Regions from separate parts of the Sus scrofa genome. Here region 2 is linked to region 1. A link is a contact called in public HiChIP or PLAC-seq data. All regions are on one chromosome and are shown on one strand. The core of a region is the stretch at or near the end of the contact, and the rest is flanking DNA. Distances in the headings are between cores, read along the strand shown. Region 1 holds the start of ADRM1 (proteasomal ubiquitin receptor ADRM1). Region 2 holds the start of OGFR (opioid growth factor receptor).

Region 1 (6,465 bases), core at 2,722-5,221:
GTGGATGGTGGGTGTGTGGATGGTGGGTGTGGATGGTGGGTGTGGATGGCGGGGTGTGGATGGTGGGTGTGGATGGTGGGTGTGGATGGTGGGTGTGGATGGTGGGTGTGGATGGCGGGGTGTGGATGGCGGGGTGTGGATGGCGGGGTGTGGATGGCGGGGTGTGGATGGCGGGGTGTGGATGGTGGGTGTGGATGGCGGGGTGTGGATGGTGGGTGTGGATGGTGGGTGTGGATGGTGGGTGTGGATGGTGGGTGTGGATGGCGGGGTGTGGATGGTGGGTGTGGATGGTGGGTGTGGATGGCGGGGTGTGGATGGCGGGGTGTGGATGGTGGGTGTGGATGGTGGGTGTGGATGGTGGGGTGTGGATGGCGGGGTGTGGATGGCGGGGTGTGGATGGTGGGTGTGGATGGTGGGTGTGGATGGCGGGGTGTGGATGGCGGGGTGTGGATGGTGGGTGTGGATGGGGGGTGTGGATGGCGGGGTGTGGATGGCGGGGTGTGGATGGCGGGGTGTGGATGGTGGGTGTGGATGGTGGGGTGTGGATGGTGGGTGTGGATGGCGGGGTGTGGATGGCGGGGTGTGGATGGCGGGGTGTGGATGGTGGGTGTGGATGGTGGGTGTGGATGGTGGGTGTGGATGGCGGGGTGTGGATGGTGGGTGTGGATGGTGGGTGTGGATGGTGGGTGTGGATGGTGGGGTGTGGATGGTGGGTGTGGATGGTGGGTGTGGATGGCGGGGTGTGGATGGCGGGGTGTGGATGGTGGGTGTGGATGGTGGGGTGTGGATGGCGGGTGTGGATGGCGGGGTGTGGATGGCAGGGTGTGGATGGTGGGTGTGGATGGTGGGTGTGGATGGTGGGTGTGGATGGTGGGGATTGGATGGTGGGTGTGGATGGTGGGTGTGGATGGTGGGTGTGGATGGTGGGGTGTGGATGGTGGGGGATTGGATGGCGGGGTGTGGATGGTGGGTGTGGATGGTGGGTGTGGATGGTGGGTGTGGATGGTGGGTGTGGATGGTGGGTGTGGATGGTGGGGTGTGGATGGTGGGGGATTGGATGGCGGGGTGTGGATGGTGGGTGTGGATGGTGGGTGTGGATGGTGGGTGTGGATGGTGGGTGTGGATGGTGGGTGTGGATGGTGGGGGATTGGATGGTGGGTGTGGATGGTGGGTGTGGATGGTGGGTGTGGATGGTGGGTGTGGATGGTGGGGTGTGGATGGTGGGGGATTGGATGGTGGGTGTGAATGGTGGGTGTGGATGGTGGGGTGTGGATGGTGGGGTGTGGATGGTGGGGGATTGGATGGCGGGGTGTGGATGGTGGGTGTGGATGGTGGGTGTGGATGGTGGGTGTGGATGGCGGGGTGTGGATGGTGGGTGTGGATGGTGGGGGATTGGATGGTGGGTGTGGATGGTGGGTGTGGATGGTGGGTGTGGATGGTGGGTGTGGATGGTGGGGTGTGGATGGTGGGGATTGGATGGTGGGTGTGAATGGTGGGTGTGGATGGTGGGGTGTGGATGGTGGGTGTGGATGGTGGGGGATTGGATGGTGGGTGTGGATGGTGGGTGTGGATGGTGGGTGTGGATGGTGGGGTGTGGATGGCGGGGTGTGGCTGGTGGGGGGTGGCTGGTGGGGGAAGCTGTTGGAGACGGTGTGTAAAACGTCTGTACTTTCTGCTCAGTTTAAAATTCCTCTAAAAAAGAAAGTCTGTGATTAAAAAGGAAAAAGAAAACAAAACAAAAGCCACCTGCCAAGCTGTTTTCTCACGCGGGTGTGCAGTGTCGCATTCCCGACGCCAGACACTCCTCAGCACTTGGTTTCCTCGATTTGCTTTCTTTTTTTCAGCCCTTCTGGGCGCCGGGGTTTAACTGGCTTTTCCCTCAGGAGTCATGGCGACCATCTCTCCTCTGGCGTCAGCCCCGTTCAGCCTCCTTGGGCAACGTTTGGGCACGTCTTTGGCCCAGGTCCCTGTCGGCCCCTCCTGTGCCCGCCGCCACCGCGCACCCTGCCTTTGGTCTGGGCGATGTGGTGAAGTTCAGGGGGTCGTGCTGGGTTTGCTTTTTGGCGGAGGCTGCCAGGTGCTCGGATGCGTGCAGCCGGGTTCCCCGAGCCCAAGGCTGGGGTGGGCACATGGACTGGCCTCCGTGGTGCCCGTTTACCTGTAGCTTGCTTCCTTATTCAGATTTTTCAAAGAAACTATTGAAAGTGTATAAAGCTTTGTGGGTTTTTTTGTTTTTTGTTTTTTAGGGCCACACCCGCGGCACATGGAGGTTCCCAGGCTAGGGGTCTAATTGGAGCTACAGCTGCCGGCCTGCACCACAGCCACAGCCACATTGGATCTGAGCCACTTCTGTGACCACAGCCCATGGCAACGCCGGATCCTTAAGCCACTGAGTGAGGCCAGGGATCGACCCTGCAACCTCATGGTTCCTAGTTGGATTCGTTTCTGCTGTGCCACGACAGGTGCTGCTTCACTGATTTCTTGCCTGGTTTCACAGGCCATGGGATGGCATTGTCTGCAGGGTGGTGACCGCGTCAGAGGCCACAAAATTGCATCACGTTGTACTAGAATTTTTTTTTCAGGCTGCGTCTGTGACATGTGGAAGTTCCCAGGTCAGGGACTGAACAGGCACCACAGCAGTGACAATGACGGATCCTTAACCCATTGAGCCGCCAGGGAACTCCCATAAGCATTGCCTCAAGTTGGCTGTTCCCCCCGCCCACCTCTGGAACCCTTGAGAGTCTCAAAAATTATCCAGGACCCCACAGAGCTTTTGTCTATATGGGTTTTTAATCTATGGATATTTACCATTATTATAAATTAAAAATAAATATTAACTAATTTAAAAATAACAAAGGCATTTATTATCACAAATAAAATTTTAAAATGAAAAACAGTCATATTTTCCAAAACAAAGAAAAAAATTAGTGACTCTTTAGATCACAAAGCAAGGGGTATGGAACTCACCAGAAGAGGGTACAGGAGTTAAAATGAATGGGTTAGAGCCACAGGTGTCAAGGTGGATAAATCTTAAAAACATTGAGTGAAAGAATACTTTTCACCTTTATACCTTTTATGAAAAGCTTAAAAACAAGTTTTCCATACACATAGAGAGAAAATCACCCAGCACACAGGAAAGTGGGCACACAGTTCAGGACGGCCCTGCCTTTGGCGCCGGGAGGCAGGCGGCGCTGGTGGGGTGTGCGGCTGGGGGCACCTAGCACGTGGGCCGCTTTTCCATTTCTCTGCAGGACTGGGTGTAAATGAAGCGGAAATAAAAGTAGTGGGAGGGCAGCGCCTTCCGTTTATCTAGTCTGGCCTTCCCTCCATCCTGACTGCCCACCAGCCTCTGGAAACGCTGCACCCGCAGACGAGGGGGAGGGGGCAGCCGTGCCAACGCTGCTGTCTGGGGTGCTGGGGGGGATGGGGAGGACTGTGCCATCACTGCTGTTGGGGTACGGGGGCGATGGGGGGCAGCCGGGTCGTCACTGTAATCGAGGAGGATGGGTGGAGGCCATGGAACGGGGTTCGGGGCTGTAGTTTGCCACCTTGCCCCCGGAATGTGAAACCCTCGCGCCCGGCCCCCGGCCCCCGCGTCCTAGGCCATCCTCTCCCTTGAGCTAGCGACTTCTCCTTCGTCTCGGGACCCGGTGTCTCGCACTGACAGCGAAACTGAGAGAGCCTCCAGCGTCCCGCAGGGGCTCGGCCCGGCGCGGCCCGGCGGTCCCGGGGCCAGCGCCCACCGCCCGGCCCGCGCCCGCCTCGCCGTTCCAGGCGCCGCCGCCAGGGGCCGCCGCCGCGCCCCTATGACACAGCAACAATAGGGGCCGCTCTGGCCCGCGCGCCGCCGGCCCGCGCTTCCGCCGGAAGGAGCCGCAGGCGGGGGGGCGGGCCTGGCCGGGTAATGGGCGGCCGCTCTGGCCAATCGCCCGCGGGCCAGTGCCCGCCCCTCTCCTGACGGGGCCCAATCGGCGGCGAGAGCGGCGGGGGGGCGGGGCGAGCGGGACTTCCGGCGGGGCCCGGCAGGCGCCGAGGAGGAAGAGCGATCCCGGACAGCGCCTCTCGGCCGACTCTCGGCGCGGACCAGGTACAGGGGGCGCCGGGGGCGGGGACGGTTACGGGGGCGGCAGGGGGCGGGGTCTGCGCCGTCGGCGGCTGCGGGCGGGCGCCCGGGGGGCGGAGGCCTGAGGGGCAAGGGGCCGGCGCGGGCCGGGGTTCTGGGGCCCGGCTCCCGGGCCAGCCCAGCCGCCGCCCCGCCCGCCGCGCAGCGCAGCCGAGGGCGTCGGGCGGCGGGGTCTGCGGGCGGGGATGGCCAGGTCACCCCGCAGAGGATGCAGCGCCGCCGCGGGGCTTGCTGCGCTTCTCCCGGGTGCTCGGGTTTTTTCTAAGGCAGCGAGCCTGCCCGTATCGCGCAGAAACTCGGTTTTAGGCCACAGCCTTGTCTCCTATCCAGTGTGTTAGCGGTTGTCTGCCCAGCTCACGGTTTTAAACCCTTCGGAGCTGCAGATTTAAAAAGTACGGAGAGTGGTGGTGACGAGGGTCCGCAGCGGTGATGCAGTTCAGGTGCGGGGGTAAATTTCCTTCTCTTAGAAACACGAGAAGCAGCAGGGAACCTGGCTCCCTGGGCTCAGGTACTGCGGGCCCAGGTCCACCCGGGAGGAGTTTGGCGGCGGGTGCTGGGCGGCTTGGGCCTGCCGCCTGCTCCCAGCACAGTGGCAGCCCGCGGTTCAGAGAGAGGGGCTTTCACTCCGCCGCCAGCGAACATTTGAGGAGGAAGTTAGGGTTTCCGTGGCAGTGACTGGGTCCGCTTGCTGGTCCGGTTTCAGGATGACGACTTCAGGCGCTCTGTTTCCAAGCCTGGTGCCAGGCTCCCGCGGGTCCTCCAACAAGTATTTGGTGGAGTTTCGGGCAGGAAAGATGTCATTAAAAGGAACTACTGTCACCCCAGATAAACGGAAAGGCCTCGTGTACATTCAACAGACAGATGACTCCCTCATTCACTTTTGCTGGAAAGACAGGACATCTGGGAACGTGGAAGACGTAAGTGTCTGGTGGCCTCCATCTCATCTCGACCCCCGCCTGGTTGTCAGCGCGGGGCGATTTTCACAGAAGGACCGGTGCCCCAGGGGCACAGCGGCCGTTTCCGTTTTGGCAGGTCTTGGGAGGCCCGGAGCCCCTGGCCTGGTGCCCTTATCAGATATTTTCTTTTGCTTGTGGGTCGTTCTAGCCTCGGGGGGTCTATAGATTCTCCCGTTGCCTGTGTGTCCTTTAAACTTGAAGATTAATTAGGTGCTTTGAATTGGAGAAACTGTATAAAAGTCCTGAACTTACCGCATCCTCGACAGCGTTCTCGAGCGGTCATTTTATTTGGTGTTCTTTGTTCTTCAGACCAAATCATTTCTTGTTAGGTTCGAGAGCAGGTCACAGTTGCCTTTTGACTCATCTTGGAATGTTGCTTCCCCAAGTGTCTCTATTGAAAATCCGTCGAGAGTCAGAAGCCCCCCTTCTCTGTTTAGTACCAAGCCCCTCCTGGCCCTCGTGCCCGCCGTGTGGTGCCTCTGCCCCCCAGAGACCCCGTGGTCTCCGTGTCCTCTCCCCACGCCCCCACACTCAACACGGGACCCAGCGTGTTCTCCCGGAGGTTCCGGGGCTCAGCGATGCTGTGCCCGTGAAGCCGACTCTCCTCCCTGCTGCTCTCTGTAGGATCTGATCATCTTTCCTGATGACTGCGAGTTCAAGCGTGTGCCGCAGTGCCCCAGCGGCAGGGTCTACGTCCTCAAGTTTAAGGCTGGCTCCAAGCGGCTCTTCTTTTGGATGCAGGTACATGGGTTTTGTCAGCATTTATCTTTTTTTCTCCTGTCGTGAAATTAGGTTAGAAAGTTGCTCCCTGGGTGGTAGAATTCGCTGACCGAAGCTGCTTGCCCTGGAACCTTAGGAGTCCAGGGTATGACCTGGGCGCAGGGGCCTGGGGGCGGGCTTGCCCAGGGTCTGGACCTGTAGCTGGGCCTCGGGTGCCCGCTGTGTGCGGCAGTCCCTGGCTGACCAGCAAGAGTCTGCCTGTGGTCCGCTCCTCCAGCGCTCCCGCCCCCGGGGTCCCTGGGGGTCCTCTTGCCCAGGGGACGTGGACGTGCTCCTGCGGTAGGTGAGCCTGTGTGCTTGCAGTTTGGACAGATCCCCCGCCCCGCCCCCGCCGCGCCCCCGGCACTCTGTGCAACGGGGCAGGACGGTCGTGTCATGCCAGCTCACCTCCGCTGAGTAGTGTGACAGTGGCCAAGGACAGGTCAACAGACGGGTGTAGCCACGCTCCAGTAAAACTTTATTTGTAAACAGGCCTGTGGTGTGTCAGCCACTGGCGTAGAGCTTGTTTCTCCATAGTTTTGACCCCACGTGGTGCCTTTTCTGTTCCCTCCGCCCTGAGCTTGGGGACTGTGTCTTGTCCCCCCTCCCCGCGTCACCCTGCAGGCC
Region 2 (6,465 bases), core at 1,689-4,188, 370 kb after region 1:
GGCCTCAGGCGACGGCCCCTCCACCACCCGAGAGACTGAGAACTGAGTATTCTGCCTCATCCACTTGTACTGTAACGGTGTATATAATTCGCTTGGGATTTCGCTATTTAATTTTTAAGAAGCCTATTTTACTAGTGTTTTATATGAAAAAAATGCTGCGAAGTTAAATCCGTGTTGTATTTTTTCCGAGAGGTTTTGTTTTACGGTGATGACTACTGAGCTAACTTTTTGCTCAGTTTTTATATGCCAGATACAGAGAATTTGTAGCGGTTATTTTTGTATTATCGAGCAACTTGCAAACAGACCAAATGAGTGAGTGGAGGGAGGCAGGCCTGTGGGCCCTGCAGCCTGGGCCCCGGGCGGGCTGAAATGCACTTGCTTTTGACGGAGGGACATTAAAACACAAAAAAGCAACCTGGCCGTCCTGTGATTTTGATACCAAACTAAGCTAACGTTTCCTCCAATGGCAAGTTTTCTGTTTTTCAAGATTTGTAGCTGAAGCTACTCTGGAGGTAGGTGAGTCACTGATACAATGTATAGACAAACCAGGAGCAAGTCTCGCGTCGTTACGTTGTTACCTGTGAGCAGCATTTGGGTACAGAAGGCCGAGGTGGGGAGGTAGGGAGGGAGGCGGAGGGAGGCAGAGCTGGTGCCTGGTTCCCAGAGCTGGCTCTTCCCGCGGAGCGGACCTTCCAAGCCACAGAGGAGACGCTCGCCCACATCTGGACAAGCCCCGAGGAGTCTCCGTGCTGCCTGCCGCCACCATCAGGAGACTGGCCACCCCAGGCCTTGCGCGCACGGCTAGCATCCTGCTTCCCAGCAGGGCCGATGCTTATTGCAGCGTCTGGTGTCGGGGGTCTGCCGCCCCCCCAGCCTGACCCCACCCCCCACCCCCCGCCGCCATGCTGGAACCTGGGCAGAAGCTGGTGCCACGCCTGCTTGGGGGCCCTGTGGGCGGGTCTCCAGCAGAGGAGCCACACCCCCACCGAGGTGACGTCCCTTGGGAGGGGGGAGCTGGACCTTGCCCCGGTGCAGCTGTGTGTGACTCACTTGTGACGTGGCAGCCAGGCAGAGTCTGAGAATAGCCCCCGTGGAAAGGGGGCCCCGGCCCTGGCAGCAGAGGGAAGGCCCAGCGTCTCCTACGCTGTCTGCTCGTGGGTTTTCAGGAGGCAGAGGCTGGGTGGCGCCTGCCCACCCAGGTGCTCTCAGAGCTGCCCAACCCTGGAGGGCGCCCCCAGCACCCATCAGCATCCGTCAGAGGCTCCCAGCCCCACAAAAGTCCCAGCCAGGGTCTCTGAGGCCAGGCCTGTGGCGGCAGTCTGCAGTGGGCCAGCCCCGCCCGAGGCCCGGTGGCTGCTCTGTCGCGTGCTCCTCCAGAAACCTCCTTGGCCGTGGGAGGAGGGCGATTTGCAGAAATGCCAGAGCGCCAGACCTCTTGCGGAGTCACTACTGTCCTGGAAAGTCATCCAGCAAGACGGTACCTGGAGCGGTGACGCCGGTGGATGGGCCTGCAAGGGCTTGTTGGCACCAGCACCAAGCAAGGCCAAGATCACAAGGTTCTGTTCAGCTCTGGGCTGTCACCCCCCCCATAGCTCAAGGAATGTCACATCCCCAGGCAGAGGCAGGCTGAGCTGGGGGAGGGGAGTCCACGTCCCCGGTGGCTGGACCGGGCCTTCACCTTCTCACCTCAGCCCCCACAGGCTGCTCGCCCAGCAGTTATCTTGTCCAAATCTGAAAGCCAGAGCGGGGTTTTAGCTCAATGTAAACGGCTGTGTGGTAGTTACAGGAGACGAGTTTTACCCGAGGGGCCACTCCCAATTTTCCCTTCAAGCGGTGGGTCACCAACTTCGCCGGAGCTCCCGCTGCCACCCAGCAGGTGTCCAAGGCAGAGGGTGAGTGAGGGACCCACGGTCACTGGGAAGCGCGGCTGAGTGATCTGTCCAATGTGTGCCCAACCCAGCCGCCATCGGCCACGGCCCAGCCGCAGAGACGCCCCCCTGGGAGGCAGTTAACAGCCTCAGTCTGCGTTGAACGACCCCAGGGGTTCACCCTGGACACTTGGGCCTCTGGGTGTGTGGGGCTCCTGGGAAGCGCAGCAGCACCTGGCCCTTCCTGTAACCCTTAGAAGGCCGCTCGGGGCCAGGAGGCCAGGCCCTGAGGACCTGGCACTAGGGGCTGCTCAGTACTGGAGAGACAGCCTCCTGCGGGCCTCGAAGAAGCAAACTGACCGGTGTGAGCCTTTGGAGGGGACACAGGGGTCTCCGTCCTGCTGCAGCAGCAAGGTGGGCTCAGAGGGTCACTCCCCAAAGGAAATGTGGGGAGATTGCAGCCCCGAGGGCATGCTGGGGACAATGGCCACCCACTCGGGTAGGGTACCCTCATGGGACACCTCCAGGGGGCCACGCATCAGGGGCCCTCCTCCCCGAGGTCATCCTGAGGGGGCACCGCAGTGCAAACAGAATCCTCCAGAAGTGCGTCCTGGGGGAAGGGGTGTGCTGGGGGTCTCTGGGGAGAGATCTTGGGGGGTTGTGTTCTTCCAGGCGATGGTTCTGGAATCTGGGGGGGGGGGGGCAGAAGTCTCCAGGGTGGGGATCTTGGGGCGGAGAGGCGTCCCCCAGGGAACCTTCCGGGCTGGGGGGAAAGGAAGAGGGGTCTGCAGCTTGCTGGCCTTGTGGGGGCACTCTCCCAGGGGACAGGGCTATTCTGGGGGAAGCTCGGGGAGCATCCGGCGGGAGGGCGAGCATCTCCGGAAGGCCTTTCTCGGCAAAGGGAAATTCTCGGAGGGGCCTGGCATCCCGGGGGGGACAGCCTTCCGGGGGCATCCTGGGGCCGGCGTCCCCCCGGCGGGGCGGTGGGAGGCCGCAGCCCCGGGCCCGCCCCCGGCCCGCCCCCGGCCCGCCCCCGCGCTTCCTCCCTCTTTCACTTTCGCTTCCGCCAGAGCGGGTCCCGCCGCCGCCGCCGCCGCCGGAGCATGGAGGACCCGGACTGCGACTCGACCTGGGAGGACGACGAGGAGGAGGACGGCGAGGGCCCGTTTTCCAGGGCCTATGAGGGCGGCGAGGCCAGAGCTCCGGGGACCGCGAGGGCCGAGGCCGAGGAGACCCTGCGGTTCTGCATGCCCCAGGTGCCGCCCCCGCGCGCTGGGGACCCCGCGCCCCTGGGCAGGCCGCGGTGAAGCAGGGAAGCAGGCCCTGCTCCGGGAAGGCCGTACCCCCGGGGCGGGGTGCCAGGGCACCCCTCGGAGACCCGGCTCCGGGCCTGGCACTGCATCGCCAGCTACTGCCCCGTCCCTGGCCGTGATCCCCACGACGCCCTGAGATGGGCCCCCCACCCGCTCTCCCGCGTGCGGTCCCCCACCAGGGCACCCTGCCGGGATCCAGGGCCACCCCCGGACCGTGCCCCCAGGACCAGATCTGCATGATGACACTTCCTCAGGGGATGGCCGGGGCGCATCCCTGACTCCTCTCCCTGCCACATCGCACCCTCCGGCCCTTGGCCCTGTCCTCTGAGTAGTAGATCCCGGCCCTCAGCCCCGCCACCCCCACTGCTCCCCAGCCTCTCTCTCCTGCTGCTCCCTGCCCCCACCCTGGCGCAGCTCAGGGAGCACCTCCCCCTCCCCCACTGCCTCGGCTCCAGCATCGCCCAGGCCACCAGCCCCCAGTCTGCCCCATCCCGGCTGACTCTGCCTGTGCAGCACCCACCCACCCTGGCTGGGCTGGCCTCACGTCTTGGAGGTGGCCTTGGAGGATCTGTTTACGTGGCCCTGAGCCAGGGCGCTCGGCTGTGCCCACTGGTTATTTGCGGTCACCACCGGACCGCTGGTCACTTGTCCCTACCAGCATTTACTCTGTCACCCCTGGTTACTTGTCATAACTAACTGTGGTTACCCGTCATTACCCGTGGTTACTTGCGCTCACTGGGTGGCACGTTCCTGGAGGGGGTGCCATTGCTCCAGCTGGGGCTCCAGGTGACAGGGAGGGCCAGAGTGAGCGCTGTCACCATGTGCACCACTCGCTTTGGGATGAGGGTGACTTGGCACCATGTCTAAGGGGCTTCGAGTTCCAGCCCGTGGCCCCAGGACGGATGCTCGCTCTCTGTAGCAGACGAGAGCCCTGGCTCTCGGCTTTCTCTCTGGGTCTTGGGTCTTGGCGTGACCACCAAGAGGGACGTCCAAGGGCTCAGGGCTGGCCGGGAAGGCCAGTGGCCTCGGCACATGCGCAGTGGTTCAGGCGGGCCCGAGTTCCTCGGGAAGATAGGCTGGGCAGTGGTCGGGTCACAGCCTGGAGTCAGAGGGCAGGAATCTGGCTCTTTGCCCAGCGGATGCCCACCGGGCGTGGCCAGTAGCTGAGGAGCCGGTAGTCCCACACTCCGTGTTCCTAAAGGAGCTTCTGGCCTCTTTCTTCCCTGTCTCCCTCCCGCTGTGGCCTCTGTCCCTTCCCCAAGTCCCAACTCCCTCCTCTCCCCCCACCGCCCCACGCTGGGTCCTGATGCAGCTCCTTGGTGCCTGGTGCTGTGCAGGGCCCGTGGGGCTGGCCCTGCTCCGAGCTACGTGTATGGCCGGGACCCATTCAGGGCCCGTGGGGCTGGCCCTGCTCCGAGCTACATGTATGGCCGGGGTCTGGTCAGGACCCATTCTCTTGAGCCAACCCAGGGACAAGCCTGACTGGCTCCAGGGAGGCGGAGAACTGGAAACTGGCCGAGACGGGAGTGGGGGCCGCTGCTGCGGAGTTTTGGTGTCATGCACTGTGCATTGGCCAAACTGGCACCTGGCTGAGGAACCCCCCCCCCATGGGAAACATCTGGAGCCCCTCCTGGGGCTCTAGGTGGCAAGGCCACTGCCCTTAGGGACACAGCCTGGTGATGACAACTTAGTATGGCGCAAGGAGGACGTGCTAGGGAAGGTGGGCTTCCCAGAGGGAGGTCCTGGGGTGTGATTGCCAGTAGGGGAGCCAGCGAACGTGGGAGGAGGAAGTGAAGCTGGAGTTAGAGGTTGTACCCCAAGAATGCACGATGGCCCGTGGGTCCTGAGGGCTGGAGTGGGCAGCAGGGGGCCAGCCTCCTCTCCAGCTAGTCTGGCCCCCTGTGGCTTTGCTGACAGCTGGCCCAGGTCCTTGCCTCCCTCAGCAGGATGGGGGCTGCCTCCAGGAGTGGGGAGGGTCTCATCCAGTCTCTCTCCCCAGGTCAAGGTGACCGGGTCTCGAAACTGGCGAGCGGCGCGGGACACGCGCCGGTACCGGCACCACTACCCGGTACGTGGCTGCCTGCTGCGCCCTTGCCCTCTGCCGCCCCCAGGCCTACATCCTCCTCCCGGGTAATGTCCCGTCAGCCCCTCTTCTCAGGCAATGCCCATGTCCTGCCGGAAGCCCCACCTGGACCTGCTGCTCCTTCCCTGATCTCAGGGTGACGGCAGGGCCTCCTAACTCCCACCTTGGCCCTGACCTTTACAACTTGCAACGGCGCCAGCTGGCAGCTCCTCCTCAGGAGGCCAGCATCACCCTCAGCTCCCGTCCTGTGCACCCAGTGGTCTCAGGCACCCCTGGGCTGTCTTTGGGGTGAAGAGGAAGGGGACCTCCCACCCCCAGAGGAGGGGGGTGTGTACTGGTAGTTGGAGGTGGCTGCTGTCCCCTAAGTGTGGAGGCGGGGCCCGGCCTGGGCACCCGGGGTCTTCGGCAGGCTTCAGGATATCCGGAGGTTCCAGAGCGGACACCCTCCCTGAACCCCCAGAAAGGCTTTCATGTGAGGAGCCCTGGGAGACAGCATGTTTCTGACTGTCCTGACTGTCGCTTCTCTCTGGCTCTTCAGGACTTGGTAGAGCCAGATGGCAATGGTGACATGCCAAACCTGAGTTTCTACAAAAACGAGATGGCCTTCCTGCCCAACGGTGTGTTCCTGCCTGGCTGCCAGCAGCTCCCTCCGGGGGGGCCCCTCCACTCCACCTGGGGCCATGGGACCTGTCTGGACATGTGACTTTCAGATCGCCCCACAGCTCCCTCTGGAAGCTCCCGAGGGGCCATCGGGGCCCCAACCCTTGGCCTGGACCCAGTGGCCAATGTGCCCTGGAGGGCCAGGAGTGAATAGCAGTGGCTTTGCAGGCCCCACGGTCCCTGGCACAGAGAATGACTCGCCTCCCGCCGTAGTTGGAAAGCCACATAGGGAACTAACAGGAAAGAACAGTTTTTAGGGATTTAAGTGGTTGGGGAAATTTTGAATTATGATAGCATCTTGTGATTTGTGAAGATCATTTGAAATTCGAATTCTGTAAGTGAGGTTTTACGGGAACACCCATGTCGGGTCACTTTACATGTTCCATGGCTGCTTTCCCGCCACAGCGCCACACGGCCTCAAATATCCCCCCGGTCCTTTGCAGGAACACAGGCTGCCCTATGGGAGACCAGGTTGCAGGTTCTGTTGGAGGGCAGAGTTCTGGCCCGCAGGCTGCGGTTTAGGGGTGCAGCTAGTCCCCCG

What was found. HiChIP or PLAC-seq counts read pairs in DNA pulled down with a chosen protein or histone mark.
Region 2: a contact with region 1 is called in an H3K27ac HiChIP or PLAC-seq map of alveolar macrophages. The contact joins the promoter of OGFR here to the promoter of ADRM1 in region 1. A contact is called at or near these places in 1 of 5 promoter capture datasets (fetal liver) and 1 of 2 datasets of contacts at active chromatin or transcription factors (alveolar macrophages).

What each region holds. Positions count from the first base shown.
Region 1 is chr17:61,688,952-61,695,416 of Sscrofa11.1, forward strand. ADRM1 (proteasomal ubiquitin receptor ADRM1) reads left to right here and starts at 3,972. Exons shown (of 10, transcript XM_021078220.1): 1 at 3,972-4,087; 2 at 4,827-5,040; 3 at 5,704-5,820. The coding sequence starts at 4,828.
Region 2 is chr17:62,062,545-62,069,009 of Sscrofa11.1, forward strand. It overlaps OGFR (opioid growth factor receptor), which reads left to right and starts at 2,939. Exons shown (of 7, transcript XM_021078228.1): 1 at 2,939-3,124; 2 at 5,181-5,249; 3 at 5,803-5,881. The coding sequence starts at 2,972. It overlaps MRGBP (MRG/MORF4L-binding protein), which reads left to right. Exons shown (of 5, transcript XM_021078245.1): 5 at 1-418.